Linked DNA regions of Mus musculus: regions 1 and 2 are each linked to region 3. Evidence: chromatin contacts called from public Hi-C and promoter capture Hi-C data. All regions are on one chromosome and are shown on one strand. The core of a region is the stretch at or near the end of the contact, and the rest is flanking DNA. Distances in the headings are between cores, read along the strand shown.

Region 1 (3,941 bases), core at 1,355-3,854, 3.1 Mb before region 3:
GAGGCACACCAATAGTAAGTTGTCAGATCAGCATCTCTGGACCAAACTGTCCACCTTCACCACCCCCCAACCCCCAGGAAACTGCCAGCTGTAAAACAGTTTAAGGATGTGAAACTAGGGAGGACATGCTAAGAATCTTGCAGGTGGCAGCAGCCTGTTTGCAGAGTTACTCATTAAAGACATAATGCCAGTGGGCTCTTTCAGAGGTGGAAATGTCTTAGCTAGAAGCGATAAAGCTTAATTTAATGCAGGAACACCTGGCAACTTTCTGAGATTTTTTTCAACATTCAAATTACCTTGCATTCCCTTGGGCAACAGGCGAACGGTCCCTGCCACTGTTTGTAAACAAGATCTCTATGTAGCCATGGCTGTCTTCACTATATAGACCAGGCTGGCTTTGAACCTACAGAGACCTGCCTGCCTCTGCCTCTAGAGCACTGGGATTTAAGGCGTGCACCACCATCACTAGCCCATAGCCACTCTTAAAGTGTAGAAATTTTTTACCAGACACTTTGTGGGAGACCACTGTGCCAAGGTGTCCATAACTGTGTCAAGTACAGCAGGTTTGCCACTTTTTTTTTTTTAAAAAAAACATTTAAAGGCAACGTCTTGTCATATTGCCCAGAACAACCCTTAGCTCAATTATCCTCCTGCCTCAGCCCTTCAAGTGCCAGGGTTATAGGCATGTGCCACCACAACCGCTGCCCCTTTTCCTTTGCCACTCTTCCAAGGCTCTCACCAGCACAACCACCCGTGCCTGGGGCTGCAGCTTGTTCACCAGTTGTACGATGGCTTTGATGCCACCTGTCACTTGTTCTGCTGTGTGGCTATGGTTGTTGGTGCCCACCCAGACCACCACAATCTGTGGAAAGAGTGACACAAATCAATAGTAAAGAAGCAGGCAAAAAAGCGGCTAGCCCACCACCCAGGCCTCCTTACCTTGGGCCGGATGTGCTCCAGCTCCCCGTTCTCAAGCCGCCAGAGTACATGCTGTGTGCTGTCACCACCAATGCCAAAGTTAAGTGCATGCAGAGGTGAGAAGAGCTCCCGCCAGATCTGGGGTCAAGAAATGACGTAGACACTAGCCACCACCCTCTGTCCAGGCCATTATGGACATATCATTATGGATTAGCCTTACTTTATGGACAAGGTCCGGTTAAATCTCAGCTTGACCAAATCCGGAATCATGGAACTTATTACTGCTTCACTTTAACCAAAATTCACAGAAGTTACGTTCATTTTATGAAGATCCTGTCTGCTTTAAGTATACACAGAGCTAATGGCAATACAACTGAACCTCATTGTGGGGTGGGGGGGAAAGCCATTGTAGCTAAACGTCTTAGGGACTTTATTACTGATAAAGTCTTTGCAGAATACCATTACAATCAACCTTCACTTTCTGTAAAGCTATTACAACTTCGAGTAAACCCAACAGGGGCTGTGCCCCACCTTAAACAAACAATGAAAAGCCCTCACCTGACACAATCTTGAAGGAACGCCTCAATTTAACTCGACAGAGACAAACCCAACCCGACAAACTCAGGGCACACACTTCATTCTCAGCAGACATGTACATGGGGTTCTTAGATTCCTGCTACCACGGGCATTTCTGTACCCCTTATCTTGTCTTATCAGGTTCTGGGCTTGAAGTGCCAGTGAGGGTGCATGCCTGGATGAGGAAGGAGGAAACGGGTGGACCCTCACCTCACATTGGTGCATTAGCTGAACCAAGGAGTCCCCGATAAAGACTACTTCGGGTTCCTTGTCTTTGCTGTCCGCTACAAACCGATGGTGCTGCAGAGAAAGCCAGAAAGAGTCAAAGGCACGCACGCTCCAGGCCCCGCCCCACCCCGCTGCCTCAGGCGGAACAACCCCAAACAACCCAAACCAGGCTGCCCACCTAGGTGAGGAGGAGGATGTCACGAAGCAGTTCTATAGACATACACGCCCCCCAAGCCCCTAACCCTGGGGACCACGCGCGGTCACTCACCAGAGACATCCAGCGCCCGTCACCCTGCACGTCTTGCACAGGCGTGGGCTTGCTGGCCGGGTTCTCCCCTTCCCCACTCATCCTCAGCACCGCAGCCCCCTGGGGATGAGAGTGGAGTCCGCCCGGGAAAGCTCCGCGAGGACGTGGATCCGCCACGCCCACCCCTACCTCTCGGGCCAACACAATGGACCGTCCTGCCGCGCTCGCTCGCGCGTAGGGCGAAGGCCGAGCCCAGACGCCGCCTCCTTTCGCAGACTAGAAACCGTCACGTAGGAAGGAATCCTCGCTCCCCTCCCCCGATGGAGGCCGCAAAGTGGGCTCGTCTGCCGCTTCCCGCCGGGACCCCTTGCGGCCACGGGGGCCCAACGCAGGGGGGAGGGGCAGGCGAGACCAAGCGGCACTCGTGGCAGGGGAAGAGGGGGCGCAGACAAGAGAGACACAACCCAGAGTGGACGGAAAGGGGCAGGGTACCTGTAAAGCCGACAGGGACCAGGGACAATCTAGCGCCCTCCGTCCGAGGAGGAAATCATTTGCTGCAGGGCCAGAAAACTCCGGAAGAGACCACCTACGGGGGTGTGTGTGTGTGTGTGTAACCCATTCACATAGGAGAGGGAGTGGACGAGCTCATTCCTAGATCCGCGGAGGGGGTGGCTCTTAGACACCTGGGAAGGGACGCTCCCATTTCTTACTGGTGTAGGGATTTGAAAGGAAGCTAGCCAAACTGGGCGGTGGTGGCACACGCCTTTAATCCCAGCACTGGAGGGAGCCAGAGACAGGTGGATGTACTAGTTCGAGGACAGGCTGGTCAACAGAGTTCTAGGACAGCCAAGGCTACACAGAGAAACTCCCGTCTTGAAAACAAAAACAAAAAGAAGTGAAGCTGGTGGAGGCAGCACCAGAGTGGCTTTGAGGGGACTTCCCTATTTAAAACTTTCTGTTTTCTTTTGAGATGAGATTTCACTCTGTAACTTTAGCTCTCATGGAACTTGCTATAAACAGCAGGCAGGCCTTGAATTCACAGAGATCTACCTACCTCTGACTCCTGAGTGCTAAGATTAAAGCTGTGTGCCACCAGGCCAAGCCCAACACTAAGGCTTTGTTATTGTTATTTATTATTTATTTGTTATGTATATGTATATACGTGTGTGTGTGTGTGTGTGTGTGTGTGTGTGTGTGTCTTTTTTAAGGTAGGGTTTTTAAGGTAGGGTTTTTCTGTATGACAGAGCCCTCCCTGGCTGTCCTGGACTTGCTTTGTAGACCAAGCTGGCCTGTAGAGTGGTGGTATTATAGGTATGTGCCACTAGACCCAGCTTCAACATTAGTTTTTTAGTGGTATAAAATCTCAAATGCATATCTTCATGCCTCAGAGGCACCATCAGATCTATGTGAAAGAGGTGCAGAAAGATCAGAAATTGGAGATGGCTGCAAGGCCCAGCCCAGGTCCAACTTGGCATCCGTCCTGCAGATCACCTTGCACCTCCTAGGCCTCTGTTCCTCTCTCTAGATACAAAGTTCCATCATCAACTTCAGGTGGGTGGCTCTGGACTCCAAATCCCATGTCTGTAGCCAAGGCCACTTTCTATCATCTTCTTTCTTTCCCTGGCTCAAACTAAACCCCAAATCGCAGTGTTTTCTCAGATGCCCAGGGTCTCCCTCACCCCTAAATGGCCTAGTTGTTTTCTGGCAGCCCCACCTAGCGACTGAACTTTCAAACCTATCCATTCCTTCTTGTTGGCTTGATACTAAAGTAGTGAAGAGTTTTATTTATTGTGTTCACATTCTGTCTCAATCTCTTTCCCTAATCTGGACCTGGCATGAAGTTATTACTAAACAAGTGCAGTGCTTGCAGAATGATATTAGTTACATTAATGGTCAGATCCTGGCTATCTCCATCCATGTGTTGGAGAGAGAGACTCAGACATGACTGAGAAAGGCCCGGGACTCTGAGGCT
Region 2 (3,641 bases), core at 376-2,875, 3.5 Mb before region 3:
ACCCTGGAGTTGACTGGACGCTGGGGCTCCAGCTGTCAGGGTACTGATGTCTCCTCTCTGACCCCTGCAGGGCCTGAACCTTGATGACTGTTCTATGTATGAGGACATCTCCAGGGGACTCCAGGGCACCTACCAGGATGTGGGCAACCTCCACATTGGAGATGCCCAGCTGGAAAAGCCATGACTGACATGTCCCACCCTTCCCTGCCTGCCATATGTCTGACTCCAGCATCCCTGCCTCCCCACTCTTCCCCTGGAGTCCCCCCTTCCCAGTGCTTGCTCCAGCCACTCGAGTGGCCTACCCTTGCCTCCAGGCTGCCCCACCCTATTCTCCCACCTAATCTTGTCCTTCCCCAAGTCCAGCTCCCTCTCTAGTGGGTAATGAGCCCTTAATCGCTGCCTCTAGGGGAGCTGATTACAGCAGCCTCGTTAGTGTCACCCCCCCTCCTCCCAGATCTGTCATGGCCACTTAAGTGATAATAAATCCTTCCCAAAGCAGCCCTTGGCAGGAGTCATGGATCTCATGTAGACTGCTCCTCAACACTGCCAGGGAACCAGGAGCAGAAAACCCAAGTCCCCTCCCCCCTCAGACCCAGGATTCTAGGTTCAAGTTCTCACCTGACCACTTCTGAGATCTGGGACCAGACAGTTCTTGCTGTCTGTCTTCCCCAACCCCCTCCCCCCAAAATAACAGGAAGTCTCTTGGGGAAGTCCCCACCCCAATTGAAATGCTGGTTTATCTCCCTTATAGGGCCTCACCCTCCTCATGTCCCAAAGCAAGGGGGAACCAGCCCGGGTGTTACCAAATTTTTACCTATATTTAAACTCTGAGAACACAAGATATTATTTTCTGGAGTGGGGCCTAATTCCCTCATGGGTTCACTTGCATAAGGCAGATTTGGAGAGTTTCTGTCAAGAACCGGGGGGAGGGGGATGACAGAGAGAGCTAGAGTGGTGTGACAGTCATTGGGATGGGAAGAGCAGACTCAGGTTGTTAAAAGACAGGAGGCCAAGAGGAGACTCAGTGGGATCCCCAGAGACAAGGATGCAGAGATAAATAGCCAAAGGAAGAAGCAGACACAAACTGGCTGGCCTGATAATAACAGTTGAGGAAAGGACAAAGCCTGAAATCTCAGAGCATGAGAGAGACAGCCAACAGCAAGAAATGGGCCCAGCGTGATCAAGGCACAGAGGAGCTGCAGCAGGGAGAAGCAACAGAGGCCAGAAAGCAAGGAGTGCCTGGATGGGCCCCTGACCTTGTGGGCAGGAAGGCCTTCGAGCTTCGAAAAAGAGATCAGGGTGGTGGCGCGCACCTTTAGCTTTAATCTCTCTACTCCAGAAGCAGAGACACCTGAGTTCGAATCCAGCCCGCCTTACACAACAAGTTCGAGGCCAGCCAGGGCTACATAGGGAGCCCTTGTCGCAAACTAAGAGAAAGAGAGAGTAAGGGCCAGGGCAGGAGCTGGGCAACAGCAGGGAGGGCGGCGGAGGCGGACAAAGGCGAAGGGGAGCCGGGCGGGGCCGGGTGGGGACGCGCCCGCGGGGAAAGGAGGAGCCGCGCGGGCGGCGAGAAGGGGAAGGAAGCCGAGGTGCCGGGCGGGCACGGGGCGCGGGCAGGAAGCGGGGAGGGGCGGCGGGCGGGGGCTCCGGAAAAACGCCCCGACTTCCTGCCCGCCAGAGCCAGGAAGCCGGAGTCGGGACACCGGGCCCGGGATCCCCGAGCCCGACCTCGGGCGCCTCGCCGGTCACCTCCCCGCGCGGACACCAGGTACACTGTCCCTGGCCCCGCCCGGCCTCCTCCTCCAGCCGCCGCAGGGAGGAGCAGGGAGGGGACCGGGCGCGGAGGGCCTCCCAGGGTGCGCCCAGTGAACCTGCAGCCGCCTTTCTCTGGCCTCGGTTTTCTCATCTGTCAAAGAGAGCAAAGAGAAAACCCGGCGCGTTGGCGCCCGCCTGTCATCCCAGGAGTTGGGAAGCAGAGACAGGAGGATTGCCATGAGTTCGAGGTTAGCTTGGGCGACCTAGCATGAACCTGCCTCAAAAGAAAAAAAAAAAAAAAAACAAAACAAAACAGAGAGAGAGAGAGAGAGAGAGAGAGAGCACTTGTCGAGAGCACAAGTAGGTAGAGATCCAGGCTCCCAGCGAAGAACGATAACACTCATTTATCAGCAGGGAAACTGAGGCCCAGGGAGTCGGACTGCCTTGTCGTAGGGACAGAGCATCTGGGACTTGAACTCAAAGCTGTTTCCTGTAAAGAGCTGTCCCTGCGATCATGGATGCTTGATTAGAGCTCCCTAAAATAAACAAATATCTCTGCAGTACATTTTAAAGCCGAGACTTACAGAGCGTTAAACACGTCTCAGAAAGCTTTTTTCCTTACCCTCTCTGTGGTATTAATTATACTCTGGGAGATGGCTGTAGGGGAGAGAACCGGAAACATATCCTCATTGAACAGATGGGAAGACTGAGGCCTAAAGGGAAGTCATTGCATTTTGCAGGTTAGTCTATCAGAAGAAAATATATGCTCGAGCGCATGAGTGTTTTATGCTTTTGTTTGTGTGTGTGTGTGTGTGTGTGTGTGTGTGTGTGTGTCTATCTATGTGAGGGGGTTCTGTTTTTGTTTTGTTTTTTCTTTCCAATTACAGCGGGAGGAGTTGACAGTGGTGACAGAGGGTATACAAGCATTTGGAATTTAATAGGTCCGAGTTGGGGAGGTAGAGCTCATGTGAGGTCCCGATAGGTGCTTAGGACCTGAGCGACTTGAAGTTTCTCCGAGATTGAGCCCTAACCAGGCAATGGAACCATGCACCACTCCTGCTAAGGGGGCGGGGCCCAGGAGAGTGACAGGGGCAGTCGAAATACGGAAACAAGGGTCCTCCAAGGCAGACCAGAGCGGCCCTATCGGGCCAGCGTGGCGCCGTGTATTGCGATACCCGCCGGCAGGAGGAGTGGAGTTGCCGAGGCCGGAGAGCGGTAGGAGGCGGGCTAGAGCGGCCGGAGGGAGGAGTGGAGCTGGACGCAAAGGCGGCCTCTGGCTCGGCTAGAGCGACTCTGCGGCACGGGTGGGGGAACCTGGAGCTCGAGCGCGGAGGCTTCGGTTCCTGAGGCTGCAGTGGCTTGCTTCTCTTCCCATCCGACAGGTGAGATAGGCAGCCCTTGGTTGCCGTGAAACCTGACCCCACACGTCTTCCCTGCCACCCACACCACCACCGCTGCAGAATTAGTGAGCGCCTGTTGTAGATCAGCCACGTCCCACGTAAGATTTAGGGCTCGTGAAGACCCGCCACGTTACATAGGTCAATAAGAGCTCACATACCTTCCAGGTTTCAGGAAGCCTTTCACGGAGACCTGGCTTTTAACATAAGCATAGGCTTCTCATAGATCAAGGCAGGGCCCTACAGAACCCACCACACACCACTATCGAGGTCCCATAAACCATTAGTTTTCCCTTTAGAATCACCATCTCTCTGGATTCTTGAGGCCCACTATATGTCAAATAGAATGTGGGGTTGTATACATTCCAGGGCCCTCGTAGTTTTTTTCAAGGCTCCCAGAAGTTCTTGGAGACCTAAATAATCCAGTCCAAAGGCTTGTTGAATGTGAGCCCTTAGGACCCAGGCGCCTTTATGTGTTTACTTCTTCAG
Region 3 (3,577 bases), core at 605-3,104:
GTAGAACCCTTCACCCAGTTCCCTTTCCACCACTCAGCTCTCAACAGCCCCCCACCTCTTCACACTCAACTTTGTCCAGTTACTTAAAGGTGCAGCTGTGAGCCTCTGCACATACTGCTCCCTGCATGCAGAATTCTTCTTTGAGTCCAACTCCTTTCTCCTGAATTCTCAGCTTAGCAGTCTCCTCCGTGGTGACAGGGCTGGGCTATGTTGGCCATGCTCAGCACTAGGCCAGCTATAGAGGGATGCTCATTGTCCTGAAGGAAGGGACAAATGCCCACAGGCTCCACCTGTCTGGGCTGCTCACCTGTTGGAGTGTCACTCACTGCTGCGCAGTCGCAAACTTCACCTTGGTGGCCACACCCGAGCCTAAGGCTGGGTTTGGGCAGGCTCAATCCCCGGGCTCCCTCGGGCATGATTGAGTGGCACAACTCCGACCTACAGAAGAGACCCACTTCTTGGGAACTAGACTTCACCGGTCTCTCGGCCGCTCCTACTCACAGATAGGGTGCTGGAAGCTGATCTAAACTCAAGGAGGGGCCCCAAGAAGATACAAAGTGACAGGAAGAAGGGGCTGAGAATACAAGCCAAAGATGGAAAAAGGTTGAGACAAAGAACGAAGACAGCAAAAGTGCCTGAGTCTGCAAGTCCCATCTGTCTGGGGGCCCCCCTCCCAAGGCTCAGGGATCCTGGGAACTCTCAGGCTCAGGCTGAAGCTGAGGGCGAGGGGCAGGGCTGGGAAAAACCGTGGGCGGGAGAGGCCGCGGGGTCCCAGGGGAGGGCGGAGGCTGGGGGACCGGATGCCAGGGTCCTACAGACTGTTCCTTACCCCGCCCAAGACGGCGTACTGGGGCGCTGGCCCCGAGTCCTCCACCCAGCTCCAGTCGGTCCCTCGGCGCCCCAACCGCGGTCCCCACCGTTGGATTCTCCCCTGTGCAGTTGCAGCCCCCAACTCCAGCCGGCGCCTCCGCTACCCCCCGCCGGCACGCCCCCTCATTGTTCCGCTTCGGCGCCGCCCCCTCCCCCAGCCCCGGGCCCCTCGCTCCCCTCACCTCCCGGGGAGCCACGGGCCTTGGGGTCGGGAGTCCCGCGCGTCTGGACCGTAACGCGCGATCCCTGGGGAGGCTCACAACCCAGACTTAAGGTCGTGAACTTGGGGTTCTCGGACTCCAGAATCCGGGGAGAGTTGGGATCCGGAGTCCGAAGTCTCGGTGTTCTAAATAGAAGATGCTGCAACCCTCTACTCGAGTCTCAGACCAGGGCGCTGGGGACCCAAACTCCTCAGTCTTCTAGGTAGGGCTGTGTGTTGTCGGGAGCACCGGGATTCCAGAGTTTCCAGAACCCGAGGGGCAGGAGTGAAGTCACCTCCGGGAGGGACCGCAAGGACTGGCTAACTCCTCGGTCTCCTGGAGGTGATGGATGCTGCAGCCCTAAGTCGAGGCGCGAGGTCCTGTCCCCAAGTGGCTCCAGGAGGGGGTCTTGGACTCAGAGTTGGGACCCCGTGGGAAGGATGCACGGCCACAGATCCTACGGTCTTCGAAGCCGGGTACGGGACGGGCCTCCAGCCTCGGGGCTGACTTCCCGAGCCCCGGGCTCCTCCAGGAGGGGGCGCTGGACATCAGAGGTCCCGGCCCCTCTGCGGGAGCCGGGACTTGCGGGTCTCTTAAAACGCGGGACAGAGTTCCCGGACGCCTGGGCCCAAGACTATGAACGCCTCGGGCTCCGGGATGAGTGTCCTGGGGCTCTGGGGGCAGCGGCAACGCCGCATCTGGGGCGGGGAGAGTCGGGTCCCAGATGTGGGGCGGGGGGCGGCCGCCCAAGGCTTCTCCTCCCCTTTGCCGCCGCCGCGGCTCACATCCTGTTCCCGCCTGCTGGGGGGAGGGGCCGCCTTCCGGCACGCCCTCCCGTAAAGGCTTTTAAAATCCCCGCCCCCTACTCTGAATAATTGCAAGCAAGCGGTTCCAACGGCGAGTCACCGCCCACATTCCAAGAGCCTAGAGCCGGGAGGACTTTTTACCTTTTACAGCAAGGGCCCAGGAGGCGTGAGAATCTGGAATAGTCTCACACTCTTGTTCTTATTGGTCGATCGGCGGGCTTTATATTTGCATATGCAATGTTGGGCCGAGCCGTTCAACAAAGTCCTGCGACTACAACTGACTGAAGGACTTTGTGGCGCGAGGGTGCGGCCGGAGCTCCAGTGGCGCAATCGGTTAGCGCGCGGTACTTATATGTCAGTGCTAGGCGTAAGCGATGCCGAGGTTGTGAGTTCGATCCTCACCTGGAGCACTTCTTTTTTTAACTCATCTACCTCTTTTCTGGTGTTCTCTCATCAGTTTAGAAGTCTTCACATTTTATAATTTCAATCAAATGTTTTGGCTTGTTTGAGACAGGGTCTCACCATGTAACTCTCTGGCTGGTCTGGAAGTCATTATGTAGACCGGGCTGGCCTCGAACTCACAGAGAGCGCCTGCCACTGCCTCTGCCTCTGCCTCTGCCTCCCTAGTACTGGTATTAAAGACGTGCGTCACTGTACCCGGAAACTACAGAATTTTTGAAGAATGAACATTTCTTTGTGAATTTTTTGCAATGGTCTGTGGAACAGTCCCAAAGTTGCAGTTTCTATTCTGGTCGCCAGAGGGCAATAACGTCTCTTATTAGATGGCCTGGGCGTCAGATAAAATCCAAATCTCAGATCCCAGGGATGGATGGATGCTTACAACACACTCTTTATGGATATTTGTCTTCTACAGGTTTCTGAACAGATTTTTTTTTTTTTTTTTTTTTTTTTTACTGACCACTCACTAGGAACTGTATCCTCTGTCTCTGAGGACTTGACTTTTTACTAAGGAGACTGAGTACTGAAAGTCTACGAATTAAGTACTTTTTTTTAAAATTTGACTTTCCCTATGTTACCCAGACTGGCCTAAACTCCTGGCTCCCTCACCATCTGGGAGTGTAACTGTATCGTTAGATTAGCTACTGATAAGTATGGATAAGTAGGGTGGGATGCAGATTATCATAGCTGTCATGGATGGACTGTTTTTATTTTATGTGTATGGGTGTTTGGCCTGCAAGTGTGTCTGTGTACCATGTTCATGCTTGGTGTCCAAAGAGACTGGAGGAGGGCGGCAGATCCCCTGGAACTGCAGTTTCAGAGGGTTATGGTGCAGGGAATCAAACCAGGTGCTCTGTCAGAGCCGCCAGTGTTCTTAACTGCTGATCCATCTCTCCGGCCCCAGGGGAGATCTTTGAACAGACAGACACCTGGAGGAGGGGAAGGAGCCATGGGAACACCAGAGAGATGTTCCAGATAACACTCTAAGGCTGAAGATGGGTGTGTTCGTGGAGCAGGTGAGAAGAGGTGGGGGTGTGGAGATGCAGGCTGTTGGCTGTGGTGAGGATTTTGACCTTTGTGATTTGCCTCTGGTGTTCTAACAAGCTTCCGGGAGCAACTTACTACACAGGTCCTTTTAGAACTGGATACTAGTAAGGTGGGCTTTCGATGAGAGGGCCCTGGAGGCTGGAGTGAGCTGTAGTCTTGGCTGTGTCTCCGGAGCAGGTCTAAGGGGCTGGTGTC

Evidence for each region. Promoter capture Hi-C pulls out the DNA fragments that hold promoters and counts their contacts. A called contact is a pair of places that touch in the nucleus more often than the background predicts.
Region 1: a promoter capture Hi-C map of pre-B cells shows a contact between it and region 3. The contact joins the promoter of Pafah1b3 here to the promoter of Plekhg2 in region 3. A contact is called at or near these places in 2 of 39 promoter capture datasets (cranial neural crest and pre-B cells) and 2 of 484 Hi-C or Micro-C datasets (muscle stem cells and uterus).
Region 2: a Hi-C map of CD8 T cells shows a contact between it and region 3, with 3 times the contacts expected there. The contact joins the promoter of Arhgef1 here to the promoter of Plekhg2 in region 3. A contact is called at or near these places in 1 of 39 promoter capture datasets (pre-B cells) and 3 of 484 Hi-C or Micro-C datasets (B cells, CD4 T cells and CD8 T cells).

The regions. Positions count from the first base shown.
Region 1 is chr7:25,295,382-25,299,322 of GRCm38.p6, forward strand. Pafah1b3 (platelet-activating factor acetylhydrolase, isoform 1b, subunit 3) reads right to left here and starts at 2,605. Exons shown (of 5, transcript NM_001357350.1): 1 at 1,991-2,605; 2 at 1,705-1,794; 3 at 940-1,056; 4 at 740-862. The coding sequence starts at 2,071.
Region 2 is chr7:24,901,361-24,905,001 of GRCm38.p6, forward strand. It overlaps Arhgef1 (Rho guanine nucleotide exchange factor (GEF) 1), which reads left to right and starts at 1,626. Exons shown (of 30, transcript NM_001130151.1): 1 at 1,626-1,768. It overlaps Cd79a (CD79A antigen (immunoglobulin-associated alpha)), which reads left to right. Exons shown (of 5, transcript NM_007655.4): 5 at 71-498. The coding sequence ends at 184.
Region 3 is chr7:28,370,808-28,374,384 of GRCm38.p6, forward strand. Plekhg2 (pleckstrin homology domain containing, family G (with RhoGef domain) member 2) reads right to left here and starts at 1,855. Exons shown (of 19, transcript NM_138752.2): 1 at 1,053-1,855; 2 at 308-438. The coding sequence starts at 416. It overlaps n-TIaat16 (a tRNA gene), which reads left to right and starts at 2,192; the gene lies at 2,192-2,286.